Regions from separate parts of the Rattus norvegicus genome. Here region 1 is linked to region 2. The links are chromatin contacts, called in public Hi-C maps. All regions are on one chromosome and are shown on one strand. The core of a region is the stretch at or near the end of the contact, and the rest is flanking DNA. Distances in the headings are between cores, read along the strand shown. Region 1 holds the start of Unc50 (unc-50 inner nuclear membrane RNA binding protein). Region 2 holds the start of Inpp4a (inositol polyphosphate-4-phosphatase type I A).

The links. A called contact is a pair of places that touch in the nucleus more often than the background predicts.
Region 1: a contact with region 2 is called in a Hi-C map of liver, with 2.3 times the contacts expected there. The contact joins the promoter of Unc50 here to the promoter of Inpp4a in region 2. A contact is called at or near these places in 4 of 12 Hi-C or Micro-C datasets (frontal cortex, liver and mammary epithelial cells).

Annotation. Positions count from the first base shown.
Region 1 is chr9:47,155,860-47,162,601 of GRCr8, reverse strand. Unc50 (unc-50 inner nuclear membrane RNA binding protein) reads right to left here and starts at 1,784. Exons shown (of 6, transcript NM_138919.3): 1 at 1,562-1,784; 2 at 474-757. The coding sequence starts at 753. Coa5 (cytochrome C oxidase assembly factor 5) reads left to right here and starts at 1,930. Exons shown (of 3, transcript NM_001195488.2): 1 at 1,930-2,117; 2 at 3,527-3,610. The coding sequence starts at 2,019.
Region 2 is chr9:47,022,774-47,029,245 of GRCr8, reverse strand. It overlaps Inpp4a (inositol polyphosphate-4-phosphatase type I A), which reads right to left and starts at 4,754. Exons shown (of 26, transcript NM_031002.4): 1 at 4,636-4,754.

The DNA of each region.
Region 1 (6,742 bases), core at 535-3,034, 140 kb before region 2:
AAAAGAACCATAAAAAAAAAAAAAAAAAAAAAAAGAAACATAGTTCCTATCCTAACATTTCTTGGCACGCAGTTGGGTTTGGGTTATATTAGTCTTTTTTTAAAGTCAGCCAATGTGGTAGAACATGCCTGCATTAAGAGGCCAAGTTAAGAGCATCCCAAGTGCCAGGTCAGCCTGACCCACCCATCTAGAAGCTGTCTCAAAAGAGAAGGAAAAACCCAACTATGGGATGAATCCCATCCCCTACTTTTGCACACCCCGGTACAGTAGTTTACTCTGGCGTGTGTCAAAGCCAGCACTAGGAAGAACACTTTCTTTCTTGCCAGCTTCTTAACGTTTTAGAAAAGACAAACCCCATAGCTTCACACACCCCAAGATTCTGACCCATTCTACATTATCACAGAAGATAAACTTTCATCCAAAACCCCAATTTGTTTTTCAACTATACTGATTGTAAATTGAGACACACTTACCACAGAGCCAGATACTTAGGAGGACCAAGAAGGCAGGGTCATCTCTGGCCCACTGATCCTTCGTTTGCTTCCGGTAGTGAAAGTTTCTATAAACCCTCTGAGGGGAGGTGAACAGGTAGAGCATCTGCCATGCCGCAAACTCAAAGTCCATCTGCCGAAAGCGAAAAAGCCTTCTGAGGTACTTGTAGCGTTTTGCTCCAGCTGTGTGTCTTGCTGCATCCCTGGAATTTAAAGCTCCATTCCCGTACATCGAAGAATTCAAAGAAGTACTTGGTAGCATCTTCCTAGATGGAATGAAAACATTTCTCTTAGATGCAATCTTAAATGTAATGCTTAGCTACTAACACTCCTCAGAGCTATGACATTTTCTCCTGTCACCTTCAGAAAGGATTAAGGACCAGCCAAGTGTTAAAACCATCAAGGCAGTATCATGCTCTCTTGCATCTCCTGAAACTACTTAACTCGAGTCCACGGTTTCCCAACCTTCATGTCAATCAAGCCTTTGGCAGCTGTAGTTGCTTACTACTGATAATGGAGGCCAAGATAAAAGCAATATAGGGATGTGTGATGACTGGAACACTGGTTCAAAAATTCCATGTTTTTAATGACCAAGATTTTTAAAACAAGAACAAAAAAGTCTAAGCTAAAAGTAGGGTCACTGAACAGGTAAGACACACAGCTGATTTGTACAAGTCCATCAGCGATGGCCAGCAAGCTCCTGGCTATTCAGAATGTGACATCAAAAACGAAGCAAACTCCATTCCTTGATGGTTTTACTCCTAGAATAGCCAGGTAGGAGGAATAACTGCGCGGGAGGGTCCAGTCCAACTAGTCCAAAGCTAAGTGACTGCTGGTCACCGCCCAGCCTACCAGCACACCGCGGCACTCCGCCCCGCCCCGCCCCGCCAGCAGGTCTCCATTACCCCAAGCCTCTGTCAACAAAAAATATAGACGGCTCAGTGACATTTCAGTTAAGAACAAGCGGTGACAAGGTGTGTGATTCCTGTGCAAAATTCTAGACCTCCTTAGAACTCTTAAAACGGCTCTAATCCTGCGATTCCAACGTAAACGGGCGTCTTTGGATTTACCCAGCAGCTTCACGGCGGGCCTAGGACTTGAGCTGCGGGGCGCTGGTTGGTCCTACCCCCAGCCGCTCAGATGCCAGGTTGCGAACTGACCGTGGAAACGGCCGTCGGCACGAACGCCACCCCGCGCACACAGAGCAGGCCGCACCTGAAGGCCCACGAGGCCTCGCCTTGGGACCAAGACTACCGCCACCTTAGCCGGGTACGGAGCCCAGTCGCCGCTGGGGCCACTTCCCTTGCCTCTACGTAGCCCGCACTTTTGCGGCGCTCTGTATTTACGTCACGTACACGCACTTCCGCCACGCACGCGCATACCCCGAAGAGTCACAATCCCGCCGGAAGTTGAGGATTTCTCCTACTCTCGCCTCTAGCTTGTCAGTGGGCGTAGCCCACGCCCTTTCGGGCGGTCCAGGGTGACCGAAGGCCGTGATCTGGTGTGGTGAGGGCGGTGGGCCCCGCCATGCCCCGGTATTATGAGGACAAGCCGGAGGGCGGCGCGTGTGCGGGCGTGAAGGAGGATCTGGGTGCATGTCTGCTGCAGTCGGCCTGTGTGCTCCAGGTAGCGAATCTGGGTGGTAGAGCTTAGCCGAGACTGGCTCCATGTTGGCCTGCCAGGGAGGTCATGTCGAGGGTAGAGGTCGCGCGTCCGCTCCTGACTTTGAACAGGTCTCTTGAGCTCTCATCCCCAGTTCTCACTGGTGTTAAATGGGAGATAACTTATTACCCACCTAAGGATTTTGTAAACATTCAGCTATCTCAGTTCAAGAAGCGATTCCCGAGTGCTGGCACTCACTTTTGGGCACTCTCCTCCAGAGACTCGCCTGCGCCTGCGCTGCATAGCTACTTGATCTGTGGTGGAGATTTTGGTTCCTTGGCTTCTGGAGTATGGAAATATCTTATGGTATCCCATAGTTTCTCTCTGCCGATCTTTAACCCATCTTAATCCTGCAGCATTGCATTCTGGGAGGAATTCAACATAAGCCTTTATACTATGTGCTGATACGGGAAACAGTCGAGGAACGATAGGGGCTCAGAGAAACTTAGGGTATGAACTTAGATGGTCATAATATATCTCCCAGTGGGAGATAGGAGAAAGGGGAGTGGGGAGAAGGTTTAGAACTAGGTTTCATGACTCTTGGGAAGCCAGAAAAGTTGAAACTCCAGAGGGAACTCAACAGGGTTTTCCCGTTACTGACCTTGATCCCAGAAGAGCCCACTGCCTCATCTTTCTAGCCCCTCCACCTTTAATAAGGTAAAGCATGTCAGTGAACCTGATTGACTAGACTAACCCGATCTGCCTGTCTCCACTACCCAGTTCTGGGATTAAAGGCTCCTGCCACCACCATGCCCCGTTCTTTGTGTGGGTGCTGAACCGGAGCTTTCATGCACAGCAAGAACTTTGCTTACTTAGCCATTTTTCCAGCGCTCCCCTCCCCCTTAACACTCAAACAGAGTTTAGTACCAACACTGAAAGGTCCTTATTTTAACGCATCCAATTCACAGTTCCCATCCATAGGAAGGCTTATACAAACATCAATGATTTGTTCTAAAAATCTTAGGTTCTGAGGCTGGAAAGATAGTTGGCTCAGTGGTTAAGCCAACTTACTCTTACAGAGGATCAGGATTTGGTCCTAGCACCCTATATGGTGGTGCACAGTCTTCTATACCTCCCAGTTCCAGGGATCTGGTAGTCTCTTTTGACATCCATGGGCACCAGGTCTGTATGTGGTGCCTACCTGTACATGCAGGCAAACACCCATAAAATTAAATTTAAAAACAGACTCAAAAGTACTCCATTATTTGATAATCTTTACATTTGTTTTTCTTTAACCACCAAGGTTAACAAAAAGGGATTAAGAATTTTCTTAAATCAACTTTTTAAAAGAAAAGAACTACTTTCCAAAGAACAGTGGTCTTGCGCTTTGTGTGACAGTTTTTCAGATGGTCATATTGGTTTGTCTGTCACAGGAAGGAAAGTCCCCACGGCAGTGCTTGAAGGAAGGCAACTGTAGAGCTTTGCAGTACTCGTTTTTTGAGTGTAAGAGATCAATGGTAAGTGAACCATTTTGAAAGCTTATGTTAGCCGGACATAGAATTGAATGTGAATGATTTAATGATCTGAAGTTGGTCGAAGTGATACGGTTTGGGTGAGGGCTTTGAGACTCCAGTGATGAAGGTGGGGCCCGGGGGCAGCACACCTTGTTATCTGATGGAGTGGCTGCCTCGAGCACACAAGCTGAGCAGGCTGAGGACAGTGTGGGCACTTCTGTCTTACATGACCAGGAGGAAGTATCAGTGTTTGAGGTTTGGAGTGAAAGTGGTGGCAGGAGCACCCCAAATGACATCACTAGTGCCCGGGACCCTGTGCAACCAAGGTCTACACAGGTCTTTGGGATAGAAACAGATTGATAGAAACAGACTTTACAAGGAAAAAAGTGTGAACCAGAAATGTGAGCTTTCCTCGAAAGAAGGCACATGCATGGGTCTGGGCCTGCGTCTGCTGGCTTTGGGATTGCACCGAGAGCTCGCTCCCTTTGTTCATAAAGAAACTGACGGAACAGAAGTTCAGCACGATGGAGACCAAAACCCAGGGAGAGTAGAAGGGAGATGTAGGGGTTGGCCTTTTGTTTGTAGTGCCCCATCCATTTTCTTTGGTGGCTTGCATATTTTGTTTCCTTTTGTTAGTACAAGCTCTCATGCTGCTGTGTCTCCCGAGTGGTAACTCTCCACCATTTTTCTGTCCCTGTGTAGTTTTCTTATCTTCCCTTGTGTTACGTCAGCTGTGTAAGATTCCAGCTTTTAGGCTTGTGAGGAATTTGAAAGTATGGTCCAAACATTGGGAAGGCATAAAGATTAGTAAAGGAGTTAATGCTAATTCTGTGTCATGGCATAAATGTCAGGCACCTGCCTGAAATCTCACCCATAGCTCAGTCAATTTTACATTCTTTACTACTTTCTTTTCTTTCTTCCTCCTCTACTCCTCCTTTATTCTTTCGTTTTGAGATAAGGTCTCACAATGTATATCTGGCTGGCCCAGAACTCAGATCCACCTGCCTTTGCTTCACAAGTGCTGGGATTAGAGGTGTGTGCTGCCACGTCTGGCCGTGTGTAACCCGTCTGACGTGGAGAGTCTCCTACATTCATCTCCTCAGTGACTTTTGGGCATGCATTCTTTCTCCTTCCTAAAACATTTTTTTTCATATTTATAATTACTTTATCTGCCTTCTGAGTACTTGTTTTTTAATAGGTTCTTTTCTCTTACACTATAGCCTTATGGTTTTCCCTCCCTCCACTCCTCCAAGGTCTTCCCCAGCTCCCTTCCCCTCCAAATCTACTTCTTTTCTGTCTCTCATTAGGCTTCTAAGACAGCAAACAAACATGACAAAATAAAATATAGTAAGATGAAGCAAAAACTTTCATATTAAAGTTGGACACAACAACCCAACAGGAGGAAAGGATCCCAAGAGCAAGCAAAAGAGTTGGGACCCACTCCTCCTTACAGTCAGGAGTCTTCCATAAAAGCACTGAGGTAATTGCGAGAATATATGCACGGGGGACCTGGTGTGGGCCCTGTGCTTGCTGCTTCAGTCTCTGTGAGGTCCTGTGCACCTTGCTCAGTTGGTTCAGAGGCCTTGTTTTTCTGGTGTCCCCCATCCCCCTGACTCAAAAGCTTTCCTCCTCTTCCGGTGGATCCCCTGAGTTCTCAGGGAGCGATTTGATGGAGATTTCCAAATTAGAAGGAAACCAGAGGCAGCCTCTGATGATGACTAAGTAAGGCACCAATCTATGAGTAGAGCAGAAGACCATTAGAAATCATTTGTTGTTGTGTGTTTTGTTTTTGCCAGTCATGTCTGATTTTACCTTAGGTCTTTGGGCTATCTAGTCTGGTTTTCGGTTACTCAAGCAGCATTGGGCATGGGTTTCTTCTTATGCAGTGGCTCTAAGTCAAATAAGATTTGGCTATTTCCACAAGTTCTGAGTCACCATTGCACTAACATATTTTATAGATTTTAGGTTGAAGGCTTTGTGACTGGTTGGTGACTATGTTTCTTTCGTAGCCTGTGGAGTACTTTCCTGCACCAAAGAGACTAGAATGTTGGGTTGAAGGCTTTGTGTAGGCACCAGCACAACACCTCCATGTTCAGTCAGTTGTGTGGGTGTTGTCCTCTGCAATGAGGGAGGGTGTCCTGCTATCAGTTTGTGGAGAGCAGCCCTTTATCTTAGCATCAACCTGGGTGGTTTGGAGATTTCCATGGGACTTTCTCGGCCAACAACCCAGTTAAATGTAACCAGACCTACTGCTGGAAGCCTTGCCTAACTAGAAGAGATGGTTAATTGGGACTTCATATTCCCATTACCTGGAGTACCCATTGGGACCACCAGTGTAGATTCCAGGAAATTTCCACTGCACTAGGTTTCCACACCATCCCCCAAATACTAACCCCCCCATTCCAGCTTCTCTTCCCTGCCCTTTCTCATTCTACCCTATCTTACCTTTCCATCCCATCCCATCCCTCCCACCCCACTCCCACCCCTGTCCACCCATAAAACCTCTTCTATATCCCCTTCCCAGGGAGATTCATTCATCCCCTTAGACCTAATCTCTCTGGGCCTAAGGATTGTAGGTTAGGTATGGATTGTAGATTGATTATCATTTACTTAATGCCTAACGTCCACTTATGAGTGGTACACATCTAACTCTTATCCCTGATTTTATAGGTTTGATGTACACTGCCTTTATTATGCTTAGGTGTGTCCCTTGTACTCCTGATCTCTCAAAGGCCTTCATCAGAGGCCTTTTCATGTCTTCTTTTTCCAGTTTGTTTATATGGTGGATTACATTTACTGAGTTTTGTATATTGAACCATCCCTGCATCTCTGGAATGAAGCCTACTTGATGATCTTTTTAATGTGTTCTTGGATTTGGTTTCCAAGTATTTCATTAGGAAATTTTTGCATCTCTGTTCATAATTTCATCATATGTTTTTGAGTCTGTGGTTTAGGTATCAGGGTAACTGTGACCTCAGAAAATGAATTGGGAAATATTCCTTCCATTTCTGCATCGTGGGATAATTTGAGGAGTATTGGCAATAACCTGTCTTTGAAAGTCTGGTAGACTTATGTGCTAAAACCATCTGGTTCTGGACTCCTTTTGGTTGGGAGGGTTTTAATGACTGCTTCTAT
Region 2 (6,472 bases), core at 3,505-6,004:
ACCAACCTAGTATGGAAAACCACAGGCAAAGGCTATGAACAGGTAACTCAGAAAAGCTAAAAACCTTAACATAAAAAGGAATTCAATGATTTGGGCCATTTGGGAGACATGGTAAAAAAAAAATAACATTGCTTAGGCCATTAGACTGGCAGAATTAAGAGGTCAATGCCACAGAGTTAAGGGGAAACAGATAATGGAAGGGCTCTGAGTTAGTGAGACTTCCTTGGGGAGTAATTTGGAAAACCATTCACAAATACCCCTTGTCCTACTGATGCTACCAGGGGCCTACAAGATAGAAAGATGGGCGCTAAAAGGACCTGCTCTACAGTTAATGGGCTTTTACAGCAGAAGTTGGAAAGGACCTACAAGCCCAACAATACCAGATGGTACAATGACTTACAGCACACATCTACTGTGGAATATGAAGCCCTACTTTCAAAGAAGGATAAGCACACCACATCAGTACACAGACAGCACTCTGGGACACCGCACGAAACTGAAAAGGCAAATCAGAGGAAATGGTATGTAATGTGACCACACTTAGGTTTATGTGAGCTGCAATTTAAACTTGTCACATTTTATTTTGAGTCACCAAGGATGGAACTCAGGTTGTCAGACAAGTGCCTCTACCTGCTGAACTATCGTGCCAGCTTGAACAAGAGCATTGGTCCACTGACAAGGTCTCGAGGCCCTGTGACCCAAAGACTGGCCATGTAACTAACAGAACTCAGTGGCAGATACAAGCATAAACAAATGCGATGACATCACCTTCACTAACAACTACAGCTGGCATCCTGGAGTCTAAAGCCATTCTCCATGAAAGGAAGAGCGTTCTGGAAACAGCTGGTTCTGGGGCTGGGGTAAGGAAAATACAAACACACTCTCAAAGATTTTTAGCCAGAAAGGAAAAAAAGGCCTTAAAAGAATGATGAGAAAATGTTCAAAGCAAAAGGCCCCAAAGGCCAACTCTGGGACTTCTGAGTAATAAAGAAATAATAACAACAACAGATTAAAGTCTAATAAATGAGGCAACATTTCATGGCCCATGGATGGAACTCAAAAAGTAAGTGCCTGTTGGTCAAAAGATATTCTTTTTAGGGGTTGGGGATTTAGCTCAGTGGTAGAGCGCTTGCCTAGGAAGCACAAGGCCCTGGGTTCAGTCCCCAGCTCCGAAAAAAAGAACCAAAAAAAAAAAAAAAAAGATATTCTTTTTAATACATGTAGAAGGAAACAGTTATTAGAAAATCCCTGCAACTCTAGTAAGATTCACATGAAAGGCAACAATGGGCTCTAGCTATGGCTGGATATAAGGAGTAATAGTAACACTGTCCTACATCCCTGAGAGATACAGATTAACCACAAAGGGGAAAATGTAACTTCTCAATGAGGCCCACAGCATCCTCATCCAGGTATCAAAGCTAACAAGCCTAGTGTCAAGTTTAATGAGGTAGGAGGCAGTCTCTGCCATCTGACAAGGCTGCAACTCCGTCCGCTGTTCCTGTAAGAAGCACAATCCTGAATCCAAGTATCAGGAAACCCAAATTGAGGGGCATTTTCTAAAACAGCAGTCTTCAAACATGTCAATGTCAAACATGACAATTCAATACAAAGAAACACCAAAAGAGACTGTAGCCACCAACAAACACAGAAGATAATACATTAGGGTAGGGTTTTCTTTAAAGAATATCACTGGAACGATTTCCAAGAATTAAATAAGACCTATGCATTAAAGAACTGCAGAGTGTCAATGTCCATTTCCTGAATTTTAAGTACTGTATGCATAGAATGTTTTAGTTTTTTATTTTATTTATTTACATTCCAAATGTCCTGGTCACCCCACCCTGAGTTCTTCACCTCATCCCCCCTCTCCCCTTTGCTTCTGAGAGGGTGCTCTCTCACCCACCCACACACCCATCCCCAGAATGTCTCATTTTTAAGAAATTCACCTCAAAAGCCCATGATCGGTGCTCCTGCTGACTGGAAAGAACAAGGAAGCTACTCTTGTAGTGATATGACTGCAGATGCATAGTTGAGAGAGACACAGGCTTCTGTGACAGCCTCTACCCTGCCCCCACCCCAACCCTCAAAAGTAGCAGGCTAAACAGGAAGCCATCAAAACTCTTAAAAAGTGTGATAAAGATGTTGATGTCCCACCATTGATGGCTTCTGGCCTGGGTACAGAAGGGGGGAAGCATTATTTAAGGGGTAGGCCACTGGGAGTTTGAACATGCTCCAGTGAGTATAGAGACAACACAAATTGAACTTGGGTCGTTTGTTGTCACTTTGAAATTTTATTTTTTATTTTCTTTGGGGAGGAGGTCACAAGGGTAGGGGCCAACATAGGGAAATAAGTATAATCTGACTACATGATGTGATATTCACAAAGAATCAATGAAAGCATGTTGAAAAAATAATAAATTTAAATAAAATTTAAAAAGAAAGAAATCCATCTAGAAATATTTAGAGGTACAGGGTACTAGGCATCAAGTTCATCAAGTTATGATTAAGTTATTTAAAAAAAAATAGCAGGGCAGTTGTGGTATAAGTCTTTAATCCCAGCACTCTGGTGGCAGAGGCATGTGGGTCTCTGTGAGTCTGAGGCCAGCCTGGTCTACAGTGAGTCCCAGGACAGCCAAGGCACCACAGAGAAACCCTATCTTGAAGCCTCCTTCTACCCCATGAGAACATGACCATGAGAGAAAGTTAACAGAGACACAGTGAGATGCTAACATTAGGAGAATCTGGACCAAGGGCATCTAAAATATTTTATACTAGTTAAGAGAGCAGGGAGCAGTCCAGGGGTTTCTAAGCACTGGTTCATGATAGCCTTTTCTTTTGCTTAAGCACAGAGAGACAGGCAAAGTGAAGCAAACCCCCAAGGAGTGAATACCGTCTCCCTATCATGCTCTGCCCAGAGCCTCTGCCCCCAGGACCAGTCTCTCGAACATCAATCGAACAACCTGAGATAATCCAGCTGCAGAACTGTGCCGTTTACAGTGTGGGTCGAAGCCTCCTGACACCATTAAGTAGTTGATGATGCTGAGAGCTTCTCTGGAAATGGAGCTGAGGAGGAGTTTTTCATTAAAATGCCAAACTAAGATAAAACAGCCCAGATGGAAAGTCTCCCCTCTACTCTGAGTTCTTGAGCGGCTAAGCCATAGGGTAGAGATGGAAGTTAGTGGCGAAGTTAGTGGAAGTTGGTGGAGATGGATGCTGGTCCCCAGCGCTGCCTAGTCCCTTCCTTTGGTGCATTCAGGGGCTGACTGAGAATTCTCCAGAGTAGGCAGCATCATGCATACAAAGCTCCCGTGTTACTTCCTTAAGGTGATTTTTGACAACCAATATTGATCTTTTAACAGCAATGCTACAAAGTACCCAGTTTCCAAAACAATGGAATAAACTACAATGTATAGCCTAAACTGAGTCTGCCTGAGGGTCAGGGATTACCTAAGCAGATTCTGAAAGGAAAAGTAGCCAGAGAGACCAGTTAAGGAAGGATGACAAATGCTCTCACAGTAGGAACACAGCCCTAGGTTTCTCTATATTTACCCAACATCCACTCAAGGAAGTCCAGTCTTTATGAGGACCATCCTAGTGACTTTGACTCTTTTCTATATCATGTGGACAAGAGACAGGGAACACCTCCTGGCAACACTGTCCACACGCAGCACCACCCGGGGAACACTGTGATCTCCTGACACCACCACAGGCAGACCTCCTCGAATGAGCACCAGTCCCCTTCAAAGAACCAAATTATCCAGGAGAAGCCTTTTGTCAATGTACTCCCCAAACAAGGGCCCTAGCCCAGATCCAAAGCAAAAAAATTCCCCATCTTCATCAAGCAACTAGGCTTAAGTAGGACAGCCTATAGCTAACTGTTCGCTTCCTGACACCGGCAATTGGATTTCAAAACAAACTCAGCAAATGAGGTTCTGTTGACACTTCTTACAGATGAGGGCGTTGAGAACCTGAGTTAGCAAGTGACAGAATCTTCAGGATTTACTCCCAGATCAGCCTGCTGTGTCCCCAGCCCTGTGATGTCCCTACTGTCCACAGAACCCACGGGGCACAGGAGTGAACCAAGCAGAATATCACTGCAACACCCCAATTTCCATGCCACCCCACCCCCATACCCTTGGCTCAGAGGCCCTAACTGGCAGGTGACAAATCACATTCTACTCTTAGGCAATCTCTCAACACCAAACACATTCAGAGGCAAAGATTTACAATGGCCAATACTTCCTTCTTACCCAGAGAGTCATTTTCATGAACTGACAACTCCAGCCCGGAGGAACCCACCATTATGTAATGTCAGAGGGCAGGCGACAAGGGGCAAGAGAAACCAAGGCCCATCAACGCTCCCTCCCTTCGCCCACAAAGATATAAATTTGTGTCTGACATTTTGAGTGTTTCCGTGGCCTACACATTCATGACTGGCTTTGCACAAGACGACCACAGATCCCTGCAAACCTCTCAGGCCTCAATTCGCTCACTAGGAAAGCCAGAAGAATATAAAATACATAAAGCAAAGGTGAGGGAGATCCTGTCTTGGATGATGTGCGGACAGAAAAATGCTCGAAGAGTTGGGAGGACGCAGAGTCGGTGTCTTCCACCAAGACGCATGTTTATTTTTACCCGGTGTGTTGACACCCGAGATACCGCGAGGCCTCCAGCGTTGGATGCCTGTGGGATCCAGTAGAGATGCTGCCGGCAGGCTCGATGTAGAGCATCACAGAGCTCCCCGAGAAGCCCGCGGCAAGGGGACCGCAAGTCTAAGACCGCGCTCCAAAGACGCGGCCAGAGAACCGCTAGGCTGTGCCACTGCCATGACAACCGCCGGCGCCACCCGGCCAAATCCCCAGTGTATCCAGCTCCCAGCCACCCAGCTGGCTCTGCTAAGCCCGGCACCACTGGACCTAGCACGGCCCAGCTCGGCCCACCTACCTGGCGCGCCCTGGCCCGGACACTTGCTCAGTCCCAGCCTCCGTCCTCCGGGCCGCGCACCCTGGCCTCCGCCCCGCCGGCTGCTGCCCAGTCCTGAAGACTGGACGGGACTTGTTTTCTGGCCGGCTCGCTCCGGCCAGTGGCGTCCACCCCAGACCCGAACCCGCCGTTCCCTGGCAGCCCGAATCCTGCCACCACCTTCTCTCAGAACACGGCACACAGCCCCGCCCCGGTTCCGCCCCCTCACCGCGCATGCGCGCCCCACTCCCTGACTGACGCCCTGCCCCCTCCTCGCTGGCTCCGCCCTTGGGAGGCCGCTCCTCCCATAAGGTCCCACCCCTCTCCTGTGATGTCACCCAGGAGTGGGAGGTTTTTCCACCTTCACAAGCCCTGAGGCTCCTGCCCAGGGAACAAGTGATTCCAGAAAGGCAGTGGAGGTCAGAAGTGCAGGTGTAGCTAATCCATCACTCAGTAGGCATGGCCGTCAACGCGCTGCAATCGTTTGAACACACTTGCTTCCAGACCTGTACTACCCAAGAAAAAACGGTCCTTAACACTTCCTCCACAAAATTCTATTTTCCTGTAGGGAGGAAGACCAGTCAGAACTTTCAGGAGATACGTTTGTTTAATTTTATTGTATTATTTGTTTATTTCCATTGAGACAGGGTCTCCCTGCCTCTGATGTTTGTGTGTTAACTCTGCTGAAACAACATTTCTACCTGAGGAAGGGAAACTTAACTGTACTAAACAAAAACACCTTTCAGCTTTTTCATCCATCATTTGTCTTCTTTGTTGTTGTTGTTGTTGCTTGTTCTGTTCTGTCTTGATTTGGTTTAGGGGGGATTGTCTTTTGCTTTTGTTTTTGTTTTTTTTTTTTTTTTTTTTTTGAACAGGGTCACCAACTCACTAGGTAGCTGAGGCTGCCTATCTCTTGCAATCTCTTCATGATCCTGCCACTGTGCCCTAAAGATAACAGGTACACACCGCCACACCCACTTTTATCTTCTAAAGAGTAACTTATTACCAAATGCTTTTATTTCAGATGAGCGGGAGAAAATATTGACTGAACCTTAACCCTAAGACCAAACACCAAGAAACTCAAACACGCTTGTAAAAATTAAAAATATCGTCCTATTTTTTTTTCTAAAATTCAAGTGACTTCAGTATAGCTGATTTTCTTCTGGTAACATTATTAACAGAAACCCCCCTTTCACTCTCAAAAGCATTCCACAATCAGATAATAAATTTTATGGCCGGAGTCCTAATTTGCTTTCTGTTCTCCTGAGGTAAACCACTGGCCAGAAACAACTTGGGTAGGAAAAGGTTTATTTGGCTTACAGGTTACAAGTCGATTGTCAGGCAGGAAAAAACCTAGAGGCAGGAACTGAAGCAAACGCCAGGAGCTGAAAGTCTTCACAGCCTGCTTAGCCTGCTACTTATAGAATTCAGGACCAGCTGCCTGGGGTGGCACCACCTACAGTAGATCTTGTCCTCCTGAATCAACCATTAAGAAAATGTCTCGGGTTGG